2 separate regions of the Gossypium arboreum genome follow, and region 2 is linked to region 1. Evidence: chromatin contacts called from public Hi-C data. All regions are on one chromosome and are shown on one strand. The core of a region is the stretch at or near the end of the contact, and the rest is flanking DNA. Distances in the headings are between cores, read along the strand shown. Region 1 holds the start of LOC108471412 (E3 ubiquitin-protein ligase PUB23-like). Region 2 holds the start of LOC108472930 (aluminum-activated malate transporter 2-like).

Region 1 (6,346 bases), core at 2,899-5,398:
GATAACTTTAAAAAAACAAGCTTTTGAAGTATCAAAAAACACCCATTAAGCTGATTTTATCCAAAAACAATAGAAAAAATTTAAAAAAAAACCCTTGAATCTCGTTTCTGAAAACACGTGGCTTTTGAAGAAAATCTTTTAATCTAAGATTGCTTTCAAACCAATGTCAATTACTGAAAACAAAAAACATACCCAAAAATCAATTTTTTTAAAAAAAAAAGATGATTGACAAAAAGGGATTCAGAGAACCGGAGATTAACAGAGAAAAACATAAAAAACCCAAGCATCAAAGATTCATATTTTTCAGTTTTCAAGTTCTTGAACAATTTAAGAAAAAAAAATCCCAAAAATTCAAATCAAACTTAAGCATCAAAGATCCATATTGTTCAGTTTTCAAGAAGCTTGAATCTTCCCCATGAAAGTTGATGCTTACCTAGAGACGACTTCGAGCGTTTTGAGCTTTCCTTCCCCTCAGCTCGATAGAACAATGAAAACTGAAAGTTTGGAAGAAAATGGTGAATGAATAACGTCCCCAAGTTTTTGCTAAATACAAGCTTGTAAACTTGTGATTTTTTTATGGGTACGACAAGGAAGAAAAAAAAATTAAGCTATTCCTTGTATTTGCTGAATAACCATTCCATGGGCTAAGCGCTGAATGACCATTCAGCATTTTCAAGGAATACTATCGGAATGAAGATTAGTATTCTGTGAACCAAACAATGAAATAGCTACCTTACTCAGAATAATCCCTGAATGGAATCACAATTCCATCCAAGCAAACATAGCGCTAAAGTTTGCTTCCATTACACAGTTTACCTGAAAACGTTAACACATTAAAAAATATCAGCTGCCTCCTTCAACCAATCAAAAGTTGCCACGTGGCACATTTTGGGTAAAAACACTTAAAATTACAAAAGAATCATAAATTTGTAAAAAATATAAAATATTTAAAATTTGAAAAAATAAAAAGATTATATAAAATCAGTAAAATTTTATAAATAAAATAAATTATTTTTAAAAATAAAAATTAAATTAAATTCAAAAAATAAACATGATATATTAAAATTCTCTGAATTATAAAAAATTATAAATCCAAAAAAAATTATAAAAAATTATATATCAAAAGCTTTCTCGACACTTCTCATCTACTTTATATTTTCTTTATTTTTCTTGGTTTGTCGTTTTTTTTCTTGATTTGGTGTTTTTTTAAGGTTGAGGCTTTGTGTCTGTTCTTTTTTTTTCATTTTTCTTTTTCTGGGTTTTCAATTTTCAACACTGACGAAAGTTGGTAGAAATTTTTATATTTTTATTGAAAAAATAAAACGCATTTAATACAGTATTCATCTGGCGAGTATTATTGCTTGCTTCAATTCTTTTTAACTTTTCTGGGTTTCGTAAAACATGAGAGAAAGTTTTGGGAAAATGATTATGGGTTTTGAGCCATAAGTTTTGCTAATTTTTTTATATTTTAAAATTTTAAATGAATTTTTAGATTTTTATATACTTTTCGAAATTTTCATAAATTTTATATACTTTTTTATATTTTTAATTTTAAAATTTAAATTTTTTTACATTATATATATTTTTATGAATTTTACATTTCTAGCAATATATTTTTTTAAAATTTTATGATTTTTTGTTAATTTTAAGTTTTACCGAAATGCGCCTCGTGGCGTCTTTCGACTGGCTAGAAGAGGCGGCCGGTTTACAGTGTTAACTTTTGGGGGTAAACCGTGTAAAGGAAACAAACTTTCAGTCCTGAAATACTTTAGGGGCAATTTGCTCAATAAGCCTATTTTGTATTTAATTGTTTGCCAATTGCTTTATTTTACTTTGTTTTATTTATATTTTAATTATTTTAAAAACTAAAATAAATTTAACATTTTAAAATATATTAATGCTTAATTTTCAATATTAACAAAAAAAAATGAAATGAATATATTGATGAATGTATTAAATTAATTTCTATATTATTAAATGAAGTAATTTAGTGGGGAGAATTTTAAAAAGCCTTTTTAATTTAATGACTTGAATATTTTAAGATAAAAATTATATGGATTTTAAAGCATTGAGTTGGAAATTTTACCATCAGACTAATCCCAAAACCCGTAGAATCTGAAAGCTCAAATTTGAGAAAATACCCAAATTCAATCTATTTTCCTATTTACTGCATTCATTAAAATAATTCAATGTCTGTTAGGGACTAATTTAATATAATTATAAAACAAGGAAATGATAAACACCCAATTTTGCCCTGCACCACTCCAACTTGAAAAACACCACGTTTTATTTGTTTTCCTTTCCAAAGTCATTTTCCAGCAATTAACCTTTGATTGCGGAAATTCCCTACCAAATTTCATCTCATCAAACTCACTTTTTACCTTCTTCCACTCCCCCGTGTGTTTCACGTGGTCTTTTTTTTTTAATTTAATTTAATTTTAATGAAACTTCTTTATAAACAAAAAAATTATAAAATCACCGACAAAAGCAGACTAGTAATAACAATAAATTTATAATTTTATTGAAAAATGCTCCTTTAGCATTCTCTTTTGTTCATCTTTTAAATTATTACAATAATAAAGGTCCATGAGTAACCAAATATCGAATTGATATTTTCCAAGGCAACTATTCTCACTAAAACACAACCAAATATCATAAATTTTCCTATAAACATTTAAAAGGCAATGGTATTTGATTATTGATCACTCTTTATCATAATCTTTCAACTTAAAACTGAACTACTTAATAAATTTGTGACCGGGGTTACCTTTGGTACCTGGTTAACAGATAAACAGCAATACAGGGAGAACCATTCCATAAGGTGGAGTGTAATCTAAGGATTCCCCTGGCTTTCTCTTTGACATATGCGGCACAATCTGCTTGCATTACCATGCAAAGCTTTGTTACTGCCCCAACCTTCAACATCTCTACAAGTACATGATTTGTTGCAGCATATTTGGAGATTGATTTAAGTATTTGAACAGCTCGATCATCTGTCGCCGGAGAGACTCTTAGGATCCTTTTAGCCACCATGGCTATGCTCCCGGCGTGGCCTAGAAATTGAGCTCTTCCATCGGCACATGAACAGAGATGTGCCAAGAGATTGATGATCAGTTCCGTGACATGCTTTTCGGGTTTCTCCAGCTCAAATTCGATGAGCTCGAAAATCACATTGGCTTCCATCATTTTGGCTTTGTTTCTTCCCCAAAGACATGTTTGGATCAAGATGTGCAAGGCGGATTTGGTAGCTTGTTGAGAGGTTTTGGATTTCAGTACCCGTAACATTTGTTTGAAGAATTCGGGTTTCAACTTCTCCAACAACCTTGAATTAGTGACTTCAATCACCCTTTTCAAGATTACCATTACATGAGTCCTGACAATAACAGGATTCTCAGTCTCACACAAAAGAATCCATGTCAAACAGTCTATGAAATCGCAATTTTGATTTACAAGAGCCTTGATTTCACTACATGGTGTCCAAATAAGATGCAGAATCCTCAAAGCTTGTTCAAGACAGCTAATTTTACCTTGTCTGTGACATGTGATTAATAACAAAATCACAGCCTTCGGGACACCTGCTTCCTCCAGACATTTCCGGTTCCTCTCATTGTCCTTGGCAAGGACTTCCATTTTCTTCAAAGCGTTCATATAAAAACTAGGGACCCCAAAGTCACGAATGAGTTTAACAACACGGCTCTTGCTGACAGGAGTTTTGGGTGTGGGAACTAAATCCATGCCATTACTTGCATTTGCTGCAGACCATGCCTGAATCAGCCGCCACAGCGTGTGGTTGGGTGTTAAATCAGAATCCGATGGCAAAGCCTGCTTGGTAACGGGGCAGGTCGTGTCCTTTGAAGTCTTCAACCATTGCTCTATGCTTTCCCTGTCGTAAGTGATGCCTGTAACCGCTGTAACAGGGTCCTTCATGATTTGCAGTGATATTGGACAGATGAAATATTGAGGTATTTCTATTTCATCCATTGATTAGCTCAAATTCTAAGATGCTGAAAATTGCCGAGTTTGCTTAAGAAATACAGAGATGTATACAAAACTGATTAGTCAGGCCACAATGATATGAAAAAGAGACTTACATATGTACATATTTAATTGCGATGGATTGGAAGACTAAAACATTTAGACAAATAATTTGTAAGCAAAGGAGAATTCCGAGTATTCTTAAATGTGTTCTAATTTGTGTACTTGGGTTTAATTAATGTAGCATGCAACAAAGTTTAGAATTTCAATTCTAATATTTTACTACAAAGAACAAATGTTTTGTTACACGTATAGTATTTACAACCCTAAAAAACCAAAACTAATGTTTTATCTATATTCAGCTGGTTCTACTATTTTCTTGTTTTACCGGTCATAGATTCGCGTGTGAGGGCTTCAATGGTCAAAGCAAGAGGAATAATACAAATCACATTGGTTAGAAGTTTCTTGGGGCTGGTAATTGACCACCACCAGTTGGCAATGGTTTATTGGTCAGGCTGTATGCTTCACGCTAAGAAAAGGCAATGGTGGTCCTGGCCTGCCCCATAAAAACTCCTAGATGCCGGGTGTATGAGTAGTAAACTATGGATTATTATGCTTTTAAAAATTCAATTCAAAGTAGGTAAGATCAGGGCAAAATTTGTAGGCCGCACAACTTGGGGCAATGGGACTTTTGAGGAAAAGAGAAAATACCAAACCAAAACCATATATAATAACGTCTTGATAATGTAATTAGATAATAATAATAATAAAAGGTTAATTAGGTCATATATCATTTTATTAAAAATTAAAAGACTATAAATATAAATAAATTTTTAAATGGAATAATGTTATTTGATTCAGTTATATAAACAGATATTATTAATACATAAAATGTAAATTATATATTCTTTTCTAAAATAAGAAAGGATACTCTTAAGTATTAGACTCCCATAACATCATTAGTGACCTTATTCCACACACTCAAAGATTTGCAGTGTGATACTCTTGGTTTTTGAACATTATAAGAACCTCGGTTTGCTCTCTGTCTGATTCAATGTTCAGACAAATGGTCAGACATGTGTTCAAACAATAGCTACTCAAACAAATATTTGAACACAAGTTCGAACAGAACACAAGTATTAATTAAATAAGAGGAAGGGAGAAATAAATACAAGAGATTTGTTAATGCAATCTAGATTCACAAGTCTACTCTACAGGGCTTCACTTACTGAATGGTTCTTATTCAACAATCTTCCGGATCACGTATTAATTAAAGCCCAATCTACCATTATACAAAAAAGTAATTGTAGCCCCAATAATGAACCCAATTATTACAAGTCACTCAACCCAAATGATTTTACAATGCAATTAGTAAAATTATCCAATAACAAGCTTAACACAAGAGTCCAAAATACCAAGTAAATGATACACAAATAGCTCGCCAAAACAACTAAAAAAAGGCACTCTCATATGAACAGCACAACAACCACCAAATTGCTCGCCAAAATCTATAGCTTCGCCAAGTAGTTTTGATAAGATAAAACCCTTAATTATAATCTAAATATATTTTTCCAATAATTATCGCAAAACAAAACCTTATCAACCAAGTAAAAACAATTGATAAATCACCAAATAAATAACTTGAAGAATAAGTGTAAGTCTTATGGGATAAGATCTCATAGTCCCTTCAATCATCCAAATTTGACCACTATCGTTTGGGATGAAATAAAACACATTCACAGACTCTTTTGCTTATGGAGAAAACACTTGTGAAGGCCCAAGTAAAAAAGCCAACATTTCACATAAGTTGTCCCAAGGTCTTGTCTAAACAGTTGCCTAAATAATTGTTTAAACATGCAGTGTTCAAACAAGTGTTTGAAAAAGAGTCAATTTAGCCATGGACAACCTTGGTCCTAACAATCTCCCTTTTTGGCTTTTTGACAGAACATAAGCAAATGATTAGAACTCCGCCTATATTATCATGCCATATAAACATATGAGATACCAAAAACAAATCAACATAACTCATAACAAATGACGTCCAATACACCAACATTGCTCATACAAGAGCACAAATTAACTTCCCCCTAAAACATGACACTATAGTAGCAAAATCATAAAAGCCAACAACAAGGATAAACCAACAAGCTCTCCTTAAAAAATACAGCAACATTAGCAAAAATCAATAACAAGCAACCATCAACTTATCTCCCCCTTTTTGTCAAAAGGCTAAAAGAATCCCCCTATTAGTTATGTTCTATTCCATTCTTTGTTCAAACATGAGTTTAAACATCTATGTTTATTTCAGTTCAACATTTTCTTTCAAAAAGTAATGAGCCTCAACCCAACCTTCACGTGAAAATAAGTTCAT
Region 2 (6,248 bases), core at 3,532-6,031, 190 kb after region 1:
TTTGTGTGCAAAGGATTTGAAAACCTGCGACTATTTTTAGCTTCTTTATTATTATTGTTGTTGCCCTAATTTCTACGGTGAAAAGCTTGTTTAAGATTTTGGTTTTGGTGAATAAGACATTTCATTAATGACAAAGAAAATCAAGCCAATTCTTAATTTAAAACCTCGCATAACTCGACTTTTGTAGAGCGGATAAGGAATGCCATGGATGATGGCATCAGCCCAAGGAACATTGCACTTTCCATTGAAGGCGTTGATCAGACCTACATTTTCATGCCTCTCGATTAATTTACAACTAACCCTCAGTGCGTTGCCTTCGTTGATGACATTCCCTTAAGAGTCTCTGTCAATGGCGGCAATTCCTGCCATTTTGTCTGATGGTCTAAACGTAGTATCGGAAGATACGGCATTTGATAGATTTGAGAATAATCTCCTATATTAATAAATAAATAAATTAATTTTTGTATGTTAGATAAAAAGTAAATTGATTATTTTATTAAAATTTCATTCATTTTACTATTAAAAATGAATATGACTAACAAAATAACTAAATTATTATATCGACATGCTATGTGTACTCATTTTTACATATAAGAACTAATTTTTAATAGTAAAAATGATAAAATTTTTATAGGAGGACCAATTTGCTATTTGATCTAACGTAGAATGATTAATTTATCTTTTTTAATAAAAAACAAAATACAATCTAACGCTTAATATAAAAACCTCCATAATACTTTTTTACTTACACTCGTATTAATACCTTATAAAACAGACACATTTCTAGCTTTAAAAAATAAACCAGCAGCGTGTAGGCAATGAGGCCACATCAACACTTTGTCCTGCTTGGCTAAGCATATTGAAAAACAATACTTCGCTACTCAATAATTTATAATATGTAACATCAAAAGCACCCTAAAGAAAAATTAGATACGAAATTTCATCATTCTTCATAACCAGTGCCCTATTTTGTGGAAATTTCTTTTTATATATTAAAAAAATCTCACTGAAAAAGAATTTGAACTATCCTCGTCAAATTTTTTTCTTTGACATGCATTGAAAAGGATATATAATATATGGTATCTATCACTCTATACATATACAAATGTTGTAGCTAGTGCAACTTGTATATGAAAAAGAAAAGCAAGAAAGTTATTATCACCATATAAACTAATCAAAGGAATTTAGAAAGCTACTTGGCCAACTTCTCAAGCTCCTTCCCTTCTTTAAGAACAAAATATTTTATTTTATGGCCATTAATGATTAGAAAAGCTTATAAAAATACTTAACGAAACAAATGAACTTTAGGAATATTTACAGATGTGCATTCTACATGGTTTAGGAGGCTTGGTGGTGCTTCACAAAGTCTGGGCAAAATATATAATATTAGTAAAAAGTGCTATTATCTCCAAGAAGCTCTCATAAATGTTGCAGACTGATGAGATACTGCACCAACAAATTATGAAAAAGTAGTCAGTTTACAAAGCCCACACATGTCATAGATTGTCCCTATATGTAATACAAGGTCATACTTGCACTCCATGAATTGTTTATTTTATTTCTTTCTTTCTTTCTTTGGGTTTTGTTTTTTACTTTTTAACTTCTATTATTACTTCATGATGATATTTCAAGATTTAATCCTGGTTCCAGTTTTTACACTTTTCGCTCATTTAATTTTTTTTTTTTACATTTCATTCGATTAATTTTAATTTATAATTGAAGTATAATTAATAATATCATAAAAAATTCCGTTAAAGAAAATTACGTGACATATTTAAAATTAAAAATTTGTTCATAAATAAAAAAAAATGTTAAATCTAAGTTTGTAAGTTTGTAAGCACTATTTTAAAAAAAGCAAATGAAAGTTACTGTTTTTTTCCTTGCATGACTTGTGCTTCATATTGAATTTGCCACTTGAGCAACTTTTTAATTTTTAAAAGGTTAGATGGTCTAATTTAGTAGAATTTCTTTGATAGCCTTATTCATTGGATTTTAATTGTTAAACTAAAAGTGTAAAGAGAAAAATAGTAGGACTAAATTTTGAAATGTTCAAAGCATAGGGAGTGGGAGCAGAATTAGGCCTATTTAAAACCTATGATATTGTACTCTTTCTTCTGTTAGTAAATTATTTCTTTAAAAACTATTTTTTGGTCCTAGTTTCTAAGGAAAATTATTATAGCTCCCAAATTAAAGTCATTGTCAGAGTCCAAGTCATAAATATAATTGCCATGTAAGCTGTTCAGAAATTTTAAACCAAAATTTTAGCTAGTATCAGATTTTTTGATGGAGTCGAGCGGTTCAACTGGCTCGACACACTTCGCTAGAACTGGACTAAGCCTTGTTAAATATTTTTTACTCTTGTTTAATCTAAATTATATTATATATAATAAAAATTAATATTAAATAAAAATGTATTTATTAATTATAAACATAAAGTACAGTTTCACTATCTTCAATCTTTTTACATATTGTTGAAATTAGTACAATTCTTATTCTATTTTAGTACCCCTAAACACCTCTAACTAGTACTGACAGGAAAATAGTTGAAAGAAGTCCAACTCATACATTCTATGGCTATCAACTTCAACTTAAGGCCCAAATTAGAATGGGTCTGAGTTAACCGTTCACATTCACATTAACCTCACTCCCCAACACATCCTTTTAAAATAAGCTCCCCAGCCACCCTTTGAATATTGATTAGGATCTTTTAGAGGCTCCCCTTGATTTGGAACAAACTTGACATTAAGATCCATAAGGGTTTCCATTGGTTTATAGTCTAGCATCTCTGTTCCTCTAGATATCCAAAGCATACTTTCTCTAAGAGATAGTAATGCCTGTTGTTGATTGAGCCACCTTAATGCTTGTTGTTTCAGTGTTTTCTGCTTGGAAACTCAAAGGGGCTTTTTGGCTAGCTCCATGGCTATACGAGAGAGCAGAGCTTGTTGTCTTAACTTTTGTTGATGGTTTTGTGTTTGATTTTGTGGGTGGCCATCATTTTTGAATCTTGCTCTGGCCTTTTTTTTATTGTCTTGTACTCTTGTACTCTTGTCCTCTCTTTGCTATCTTTTGAATATGCGTTGTCCGGTAAAAGTATTAGAAAATTTTCTCTATATAGGAGTGAATTGTATTTTGATCCCTTTATTAAAAAATTTTAATAGAGAAGTTAATTTGTACATTTCAAAATGTATAAGAATTAATTTACCCATTTATTTAGTAGAGATTAAAATATAATCTATACCTAATTATAGGACTTTCTTAATACTTTTACCCGAGTTATTGTTATTTCAAAATATCATAATCATAAATTATTAAATATTTCAAATTTATATATTATATATAATACGTATTAAATATATTATATTAATAATTTTAATTTCTTTATATTTTTAATATTTTGATGCATCATACATGTTTCATACTTGTGTATTTGGACTCTTTAATTATTATACTTATGAGTGTGATACCACAACCACTTTCTTATTTACTTAAAATGTAAAGAACCCCATGTTTTTTTTTTTAAATTTAATATTTCGATGTTGAAATAATTTAAAATTAGGTAAATAGACCATTCAACTTTATAAAAAATTTATCTAAGTTTTTCATTTATTTTTTTAATTTTTTTAGCTTTTGAATTTTCATTGTTTTATCAACCACCTAAAATATATGAAAAAGTTAGTATTTTTTAACTTTGTTGATGTAACATACACATAGATTGTCACATGGACCACGTGGATGCTATGTCAGTAAGTAATTAATTTTTTAAATTTAAAATTTCAAAATTTGCAAAATTATTTTTAAAATAGAAATAATATAAAAATATTTTTAAATATTTTAATTTTAAAAAATTAATTGTAACGTGGTATGCATGTAGATTGCCACGTCAAAAAGTTAACAAACGTTGACTTTTTCATTCATTTTGGATGATTTGACAAACATACAAGTTCAATGGTTAAAAGAGGTGAAAATTTAAATAAAGAGTTAAAAAACTTTTTTGTAAGATTGAAGGGTCAAATAAATAATTATTCCTAAAAATTATAACTATATTTGTGATTAAGGAAATTATTTGGTACATCGATGGTGAAATATTCATACTTCATAAGTTAAGAGTTAACAAGTGTCCTATAAAGATATAGTAAAATATTAAAAAAACATATCAAAATTTTGAAACTACTTATAAAAAAAATTGTGTTGTAAATATTCGCACTCATAATTATGCATTATTTGTTGAAGAACCATCTTGATTTTGTCTTTTGAAAAATTGCACTAAGTTTGGAAAGGTGATGCATAAGTTATGTAATCATAGTTTAATATTAAACATCATAAATTATTAAATATGTCAATTTTATAAATAAATATATAATACGTGTTAAATACATCATATTAATGATTTTAATTGCTTTGTATTTATTTTTACATTGATTAGATGTATGATAGTTTTGTATTATTATTTTTTATGTAAAATGATGTTAATATATAGAATAGAATAACGTTTTCCTACCGTCAATTACGATGCAATGGAAATTGGAAAGGGCTCCAGATCTTAGCTATTTCTACTAACAATTCTGAACCCCATAGGTATAACAAAAAAGGCTATAAGCTTATCTAAAAAAAGACTGGTACGTTTATGTTGGAATGATATGATATGAATATAAATCCACAAAAATGTTAAAATTTATATAATATAAGTTATCAATTTATTAAAATTATATTTATATAATTATGAAATAAAATTATTTAAAATAGGACATAAAGTCTTAAGAATTCAAAACAAATACACACATTATCTTATCAAAGTACACTGTACGTGTAAATACCTAACAGCTTACCTCCTACCACCAGGAAAGTTGTAAAATAGCACACGCGGACCTTTAATAGAGTCGGCAGCTAGTAGGTTAGTGATCACTGCCCATAATATGAATATCTTTGTGTAATTTATCTATTGAACATTGGCCAGCTGTGTTACTACTATGGTGCAAGCAAATCATCGTTGAAAGACCCTGAAAGTACCGAATTGAGAGGAAAGGTTCCTGTCAGTGACGTCTCCAGCTGGGCAGCCAGTGATTGAACTTTCCAGGTACTTGGTTGTTCAAATTGACAACCTGAGATGCCAAACTCCGCGTTCCTTCCTTTATATTCATTTGTCTCTTTGTTACAATATCACGCTACTATGATTGATGCTTCTCTCTTTATAAACAGCTATAAATATATGATTGATGCTTCTCTCCTTAAAAACAGCTATAAATATACGACTCCACCTAGAGTTTCATTCATCAATATTGCTCCCCTTTGGTTTGACAATGGAAGCCAATGTAGTAGTAGAAGGGGGGTCGTCAAACAGTTGGTTGGCGTTGGTTAAGGACTCGATAGTGAAAATAAGAAGCAAGGTGGCTGAATTTCCAGGGAAAATGAAGAAAGTAGCAGAAGATGATCCTAGAAGAATTGTTCATTCGTTTAAAGTAGGATTAGCCATCACCCTCGTGTCACTCTTCTACTATTTTGATCATCTATATGTTGGCTTTGGCAGCTCAGCAATGTGGGCTGTTTTAACTGTCATTGTCGTCATTGAGTTCTCTGTAGGTAAGCCTCTAAAATGATCACATCACATGAATCAACTGAGTCTGGAAATTTACGTCCAAAACATGAAAGCTTGTTTGTTTTAATGTAGGAGCAACTCTTGGCAAAGGCTTAAACAGGGGATTGGCAACATTTTTAGCTGGAACACTGGGCTTTGGAGCTCACCACTTAGCTAACCTGCCTGGACGGGAACTTCAGCCTATATTACTGGGAATCTTTGTGTTCATTCTAGGTAAAACAACATGATCCAAAATAAAAAAACGCATATTTTGAACAAACATCAATTTATTTTATTATAACAAGTGAGGACTAATTCTGGGTTGATATATACAGCTGCAACAGTGTCGTTTATACGATTCTTTCCACGAATGAAGGTCAGATATGATTACGGGCTCCTTATATTCATGTTGACCTTTTGCTTGATATCTGTTTCTGGTTATCGTGATGAAGAGGTACTTGAAATGGCTCATAAAAGAGTATCCACTATTCTAATTGGTGGATTTACGGCTATTTTTGTCTGCATTTTCATCTGCCCCGTTTGGGCTGGCGAAGATCTTCATAATTTGGCTGCCAACAATCTTGAAAAGCTTGCAAGCTTCTTAGAAGGTACTTCCTTGTTTTAAGCATATAGGTACACAAATATTTCAACATAAAACTTGCATATTGATGCCATT

The links. Hi-C and Micro-C count contacts between places; a contact is called where the count stands out from the background.
Region 2: a Hi-C map of leaf shows a contact between it and region 1, with 4 times the contacts expected there. The contact joins the promoter of LOC108472930 here to the promoter of LOC108471412 in region 1. A contact is called at or near these places in 2 of 5 Hi-C or Micro-C datasets (both in leaf).

What each region holds. Positions count from the first base shown.
Region 1 is chr7:83,847,685-83,854,030 of ASM2569848v2, forward strand. LOC108471412 (E3 ubiquitin-protein ligase PUB23-like) reads right to left here and starts at 4,149. Exons shown (of 1, transcript XM_017773035.2): 1 at 2,415-4,149. The coding sequence starts at 3,981. The coding sequence ends at 2,764.
Region 2 is chr7:84,041,192-84,047,439 of ASM2569848v2, forward strand. LOC108472930 (aluminum-activated malate transporter 2-like) reads left to right here and starts at 4,782. Exons shown (of 7, transcript XM_017774495.2): 1 at 4,782-5,074; 2 at 5,236-5,577; 3 at 5,666-5,806; 4 at 5,908-6,180. The coding sequence starts at 5,298.